Linked DNA regions of Mus musculus: region 2 is linked to region 1. A link is a contact called in public promoter capture Hi-C data. All regions are on one chromosome and are shown on one strand. The core of a region is the stretch at or near the end of the contact, and the rest is flanking DNA. Distances in the headings are between cores, read along the strand shown.

Region 1 (2,803 bases), core at 228-2,727:
ATCCCGGTGGCCTGGCACCGCTGCCTCCAAGATGTTGGCTGGCTGTTTATTCATTTCCTTGGGAGCACTGCAATCCTGCAAACACAATGTCAAGTTCGTGCAAAACAAACAAACAAAAAGTCACGGCAGCATTAAAAATAAAATATATGGGTCTGCATACACAGATGCACACATTCCAGGTCCAGGCACAAAATAGACAGGGTAGCAAACGGAACCGGTGTTTCTCCACTCGCCAGACACGTCTGTAATCCTGGGACATGAAGAAGCTAATATTTTCTCCCAAGTGGAGGAGGAACTAAGACCGAAGAATGAGTGGGTTTTGACAGGGGGAAAGAGGCGGGCAATATAGAAATAACCCTACAGCCAGGAGCTCCCTGCCCTCTGTGGATTTCAAATCAAGGCTGTGGGTACCACATCCCCTTCACCATTGTGGAGAAAGATTCTTTAATTTTCCGCCCCATTTCCTTTGTCATTCAACAATGCACATTGCCTTTTTTTCCCCCCATAGACAAGCTGTGATCACAAAACATGCTCTGGGGTAGGCCAAGGCTGGAAGCCACACGGGTAAATTCAAACTCCAGCATTCAGCCTACCTTGGTCACCCAAGATGCAAAGTCAAGGCTAAAGGTTTTTTGTTTTTTGTTTTTTTTAAAATCAAAATATTACTACCAACAAACAGCCCACCACTAAAACAATAAACTAGATGGGAAACGCATAGTAGCTGGCTTTGACCCTTACATTCTCTCCACTTGATTCCAGACCCCTCCAATGTATACGGATCTTGCCAATTTTTTATTTTTATTTTGCTGTCCATTTCCAGTAATATAATATTCTTTCCCTCCCAACTCTTGACTGAGGACCAAAACTCACCAATAATTTTCATTAGCTTTCTCCCTATTGAATTTTAAAGACTTGCCAGAAGTGGGTTTCCCTTCGGCTTCCGCGTGCTAGTGTTACCTTTCAGAGTTCCAAGATAGTATAATTACTTCACTGTAAAACCAATCAAACTACCTTCTCATCAACCGAAAATCTCTGCTCTAACCCGCTTCACAAACGCACAAACCGAGTTTACGTGCACCAAACCCAATGCCTGGACTCCAGTCTGCGTTCTCAGTTGTCCCTAAGACCCAGAGCGACTCGCGGTTAAAGGAATCTTGACTTTCAGTACCACGGACAGTACCTAAGACCGGGTTTAAGAGCAGCTTTACCATCTAGGGAAACCTCCTCTGCCCTCCGGCAAGGCTCCCAAGTACGAATACCTGAACTTGAGCCTTCGAAAATGGTTCTCTGCCTCTCACCTATTGCAGATATTTCCAAAAAGAAATACCCCAAACGAGCCAGCCATCCTTATCCCCACTTCCACCTTTCTTTAGAGAATAAAAGCAAGCACTCACCATGTCTGATGCGGACAACAGATTGAACCGTAGAGTAAAATCCTCTACTGATCTAGGTTTGGCCCTGGAACAAGAGGCGCTTTCTATATCTCCCCGGGAAAGGCTGGGTTTGCGTCAGTGGGAAGCAAGGTGCCCTTCGTTTGACATCTTCCTGATAATACACGTTTGATAAATCATTACCCCTTTGGATTCGGATTTTAAAGGGACAACAGCCTGGAGTACGCTGTCTTGTTGTCACTCCGGTAGGAGGGGGCTGCGTGTTTGGCGTGACTCATGTGGGTCTGATTACTAAACCAAAGCCGGTGGGAGGGAACGAGAAAAGTTTGCCACCTCCTAATTAAGGGAAACATGGGAGAGACACGTCCCACTGCGCCCAAGACTCCAAGGCAAGGCGCAGCCGCCAACCAAACAGATTGGATTAAAGTGAGGGAGGGGGGGGGGTCAAATCAGTCTCCCTCTCCCATCAAATTTGCTTGCGCTCTCCCTGAATCTCTGTCCGATTCAAAAGTATCCCCTCCCCCCAAAGAATGCCAGGCCTGTCTCGGGTATCCAGCCAGATCTTCTATGCCTGTTCCAGGGTAGAGCCCTGTATTTGGTCAGGGCGCACCTGGCTGGTCAGTGTGTGGTGTTCAGATCCCTACATCCCAGCCTTTCCAGAAAGTCAATCTAAGGAAAGACCCCGAGTTTTCGTTTAAACTATTAAATGCACTTTTCTCATCCCTGTTTGTCTCTGCTAATCCTGTTTCTCGTTGTACGTTTTAGGCTCTTCTGGATTTATTTATTTATTTATTTATTTATTTTTAAATACTGACTTAGTCCTCCAGCCATGTAAAACCCACCCTTTCTCCGTGGTCCTCCAAACAAAAATCCTTTTAAAATAAGGCCTGATTGGAGAATGCAGTTTTACCTGAAACGAGGATCCCCACCCCCACCCCCACCCCGCAACCCAGGGCAGGGCTGGCTCTCTGGGAAACCCTAAGAAGAGACTGCGGGCTCCCGCCCAGGTCTGAAGTGGCCAGGTGGACTATGAACTTTACCCGAGGTACAAGGCAGCAACCACGATCACAAAAGGGAAAAGCCCTTTGCAAAGGTGTCATTTGAAAACTAGAAGGGGATTTGCAGCAATATGCCTCCCCTCTCTCTTGTCTTGACAGCCTAGCTAGGGAACCGTGGCCTCTGGAACGGGAAGCTTGGAAAGCGCTGAGCGCGCAACGGGGCCCACCGCCTCCGGGTCCGTGCCGTCGCACTCGACTGGGCTGTCTCCCTGCGGAGCCAGGACAAAGCCGCGGCAGCGGCCGAGGGCGCAGGCTGCGGTGGCAGATTGCGGTGGATGCCGGGGGCATTGCTGCTCCACTCGGGTCTCCTCCCTCACCCTTCCAAGACTCCAAGAGTGGTAGATGCCTCTGTGA
Region 2 (2,803 bases), core at 179-2,678, 1.6 Mb before region 1:
AGGGTTAGTAACTAAATAGCTTCTAGTAAGTAGGCCCACCTTGAGGCTAAATTTAATTGAGATGCAAATGCCTAAAAACTGCAATATTTCATCTCCATGTGGATGCAATGAAATATTCTTTATTACCCAGAAAATATCACATCATATGCATTTTTGTTTTATATTTTTCCTTCAAAGAAGAAATAGAAGCCACTGGTGGGATCAAAAACTGGGCAACACTTAGAACACAGTGAGGTCACTTTCCAAAGTATTCAATGCAGAGTGACTATGTGTTCCACAGACCTTCTGTGACAGAAAAGTGAAAACCAATGCTTAAACAATAACTTTCAAATGAATGCTTATTGCTGTGTAGTTTGTATTAGTATAAGTCAGGAAATCTGTTATATGTTCAGCGTTTGGCAAATGGATGCGTGCGGCTTCCTCCACAAGGGAATACTATATGTCAAATACAAGGAATGGTGCTGCACATGACTGAAGTTTAGAACATGCCAAGACAGAAGCCAGTTTTGTCTGAGAGCACGAACTTTTTGGCTCTACTTCCTTGAGTATCTGAGCTAAGGAAATCTACAGAGGCAAGCAGTACAAGTGCCTGTGCCTAGAAGTGGAGAATGGCTACATAGAGGATGATTAACTGACACGAGGAAGATGACATAAAATGACCCTGTTGAGATGGTCACAAAACTTTGTAAATACATAGAATCCAATCATTTTGCACTTAGCTGCTGACTTTCACGGGATGCAGATATGTCTCAATAAAAAGCTGTTTTTAAAAGGGAAGACATGATGCATATGCAGCATGATGGTGGCCCAATCCATGAAGCCCAACACTTGGGGGCAGAAGCTGACAGGAAGAACTCAGGGCCAGCCCCTAACTGGAGGATCGCCACCTGTGCAGGCTATCTTTGGAAAAAGCCACATTTCAGGAGCAGAATTCCTGAGCCAGGGACCCACACCAGGCCAATTACTCGGGGTCTGAGACAGATGTCCGGATCCTAGGAAGTCACAGGTTGTAGGTCCTTGGAGCACAGATGCATCAGGGGACATCGCGGGGCGCAGAATGTCTCCCATTACCTGCCTGGCAGGCATGGCGCAGCGCGGGGCTCACGACACTAAGAACGTTCCCGGGACAGAAACCTACAGCTGCCAACGTCCCCGCAGAAACCCCATGCGAAGAAGGTTCGCGCGCCCGCTCAGCGCCAGCCTTACCTTCCTGCTCCACCATCTCCAGCAGGTCGGGGTCACCTAGCTTTGCCAGCTCGTTGAAGGCATTGAAGGACCTCTGTGACAGGCGGCGGGATGACTTGGGGCGGAGGCTGAAGCGGATCGTCTGCCTCCTGGTTTTCAGCTCCGCCTCCGCAATCCAGCTGGAGCTCTCATTCTTTAAGCTGTCCGATTGCTGCGACTCCAGAGGCATCTGGAGCACCAGAGGCACTGGAGACACTGGGGACAGCCCAGGAGCCTGAGAAGAGGGAGGAGCTAGAGACGAGCGAAATTCCTGAGACCCGGGAGGCGCCATGACCTGGCGAGTTGCCTTGGACGGGTGAGGAGCCAAGGACGAGGCGCCCTGAGCCGAAGACTCCTGGCGGTTCCGCTGACTGGATTTCCTCTCCAGGTGGTACTTGGCCTGACTCTTGGAGCGGTCCAGCAGATTGGCAGTTAAGCTCTTGCGCTTCACTGCCCTTGAGTGATAGTGCTGCTCTGTCCCCTCCGTGTAGGGCTCTAAGTGGTGCTCCTGGTCCTGGCTAAGCTGGCTTGAATCCTTTCCTTGATCCTGCTGCCAGCCCAGGTGCTCCTCCAGGTTGTGTTGGCGAAGTTTCCGTTTCTTCTTGGGCCTTTCTGGCCCTCTGCCCTTCTCACTGATCTCTCCGGACAGCCCAGATTCCTCCCCAGTTTCAGACTCCACAACTTGCAGTATTGTCTCCGTTTCTCTTCTCTCCCTCGGGTTTTCCACCTGTTCCTCCTCAGAAACTTCCACAATCTCCACATACCTAGAGACTCTAGGTCTCACCACCCTTCTTGCCCCTTCTGGGACACTTAACTGGTGCACATCCGGGGAGACTTCAGGCCCCTCTACCCTCCTTGGGGCCTCCTCAGGGGGCCTCACCACAGCTACATCTTCGGGGGGTTCCTGGGCGTCCCCAGGCTCCCTTCCTTCTTGACTCCACAGCTCCATACTTAACAGGCTTAGAGCTTCCCGTTTCAACCGGTCCACCCACTCAAGGCAGGTACTCACAGTATACCATCTCCAACCCTTTCCCTCACATCCTCTCTGGTAGGCAGCCTCAGCCTACTAATAAGTCTGGTTGCCCAGGATTGTCTCGCCCTCCACTCAAAGTGAAGCTATCTAAGACAAAACCCTTTTCCCAGTTGGGGGTTATTTTCTGTCGGGTAAAAATAAAATCCACTTCCCTTAAGGCATCTCTCTCCCTTTAAGGCCTGAGCGTGACGTGGGTCTTCTCCAGGGTTTCAGAAGACTCTTGGCTTGTCTTGAGGTTCTTTAATGGACACTTCCTGGATGGAGAGTCAGGGGCATGTCTACCGTGGAGAGGTCAGACACCGTGGCCAAAATTACGAGTCAGTCTCCGTTTCTTCAAAGTTGAAAGGTATGGGCTAGTTACATATGAACTCATGATGCATGCGATAGTGGAAATGGAAATATTCTATAATTGTGAATGAGTAAGAAAACATCTTTTACACTCGATGAGAATAGTACCTTCTAGGGTTTGCGGGGAGCACTCCATGAGTGTGCTGGGAAGAATGCTAGAAATAGCCCACATCACCTTGAGCCTCACTCTGCCTCTTA

The links. Promoter capture Hi-C pulls out the DNA fragments that hold promoters and counts their contacts.
Region 2: a contact with region 1 is called in a promoter capture Hi-C map of hippocampal neurons, with 7 times the contacts expected there. The contact joins the promoter of Ano5 here to the promoter of Slc6a5 in region 1. A contact is called at or near these places in 4 of 39 promoter capture datasets (embryonic stem cells, frontonasal cranial neural crest, hippocampal neurons and 1 more), 2 of 115 datasets of contacts at active chromatin or transcription factors (astrocytes and stem cell-derived neural progenitor cells) and 1 of 9 other capture datasets (embryonic stem cells).

What each region holds. Positions count from the first base shown.
Region 1 is chr7:49,908,973-49,911,775 of GRCm38.p6, reverse strand. It overlaps Slc6a5 (solute carrier family 6 (neurotransmitter transporter, glycine), member 5), which reads right to left and starts at 1,477. Exons shown (of 16, transcript NM_001146013.1): 1 at 1,395-1,477; 2 at 1-75. The coding sequence starts at 1,397.
Region 2 is chr7:51,509,654-51,512,456 of GRCm38.p6, reverse strand. It overlaps Ano5 (anoctamin 5), which reads right to left and starts at 1,428. Exons shown (of 22, transcript NM_177694.6): 1 at 1,207-1,428. The coding sequence starts at 1,222. Gm33190 (a long non-coding RNA gene) reads left to right here and starts at 1,471. Exons shown (of 5, transcript XR_001778128.2): 1 at 1,471-1,540; 2 at 2,435-2,603.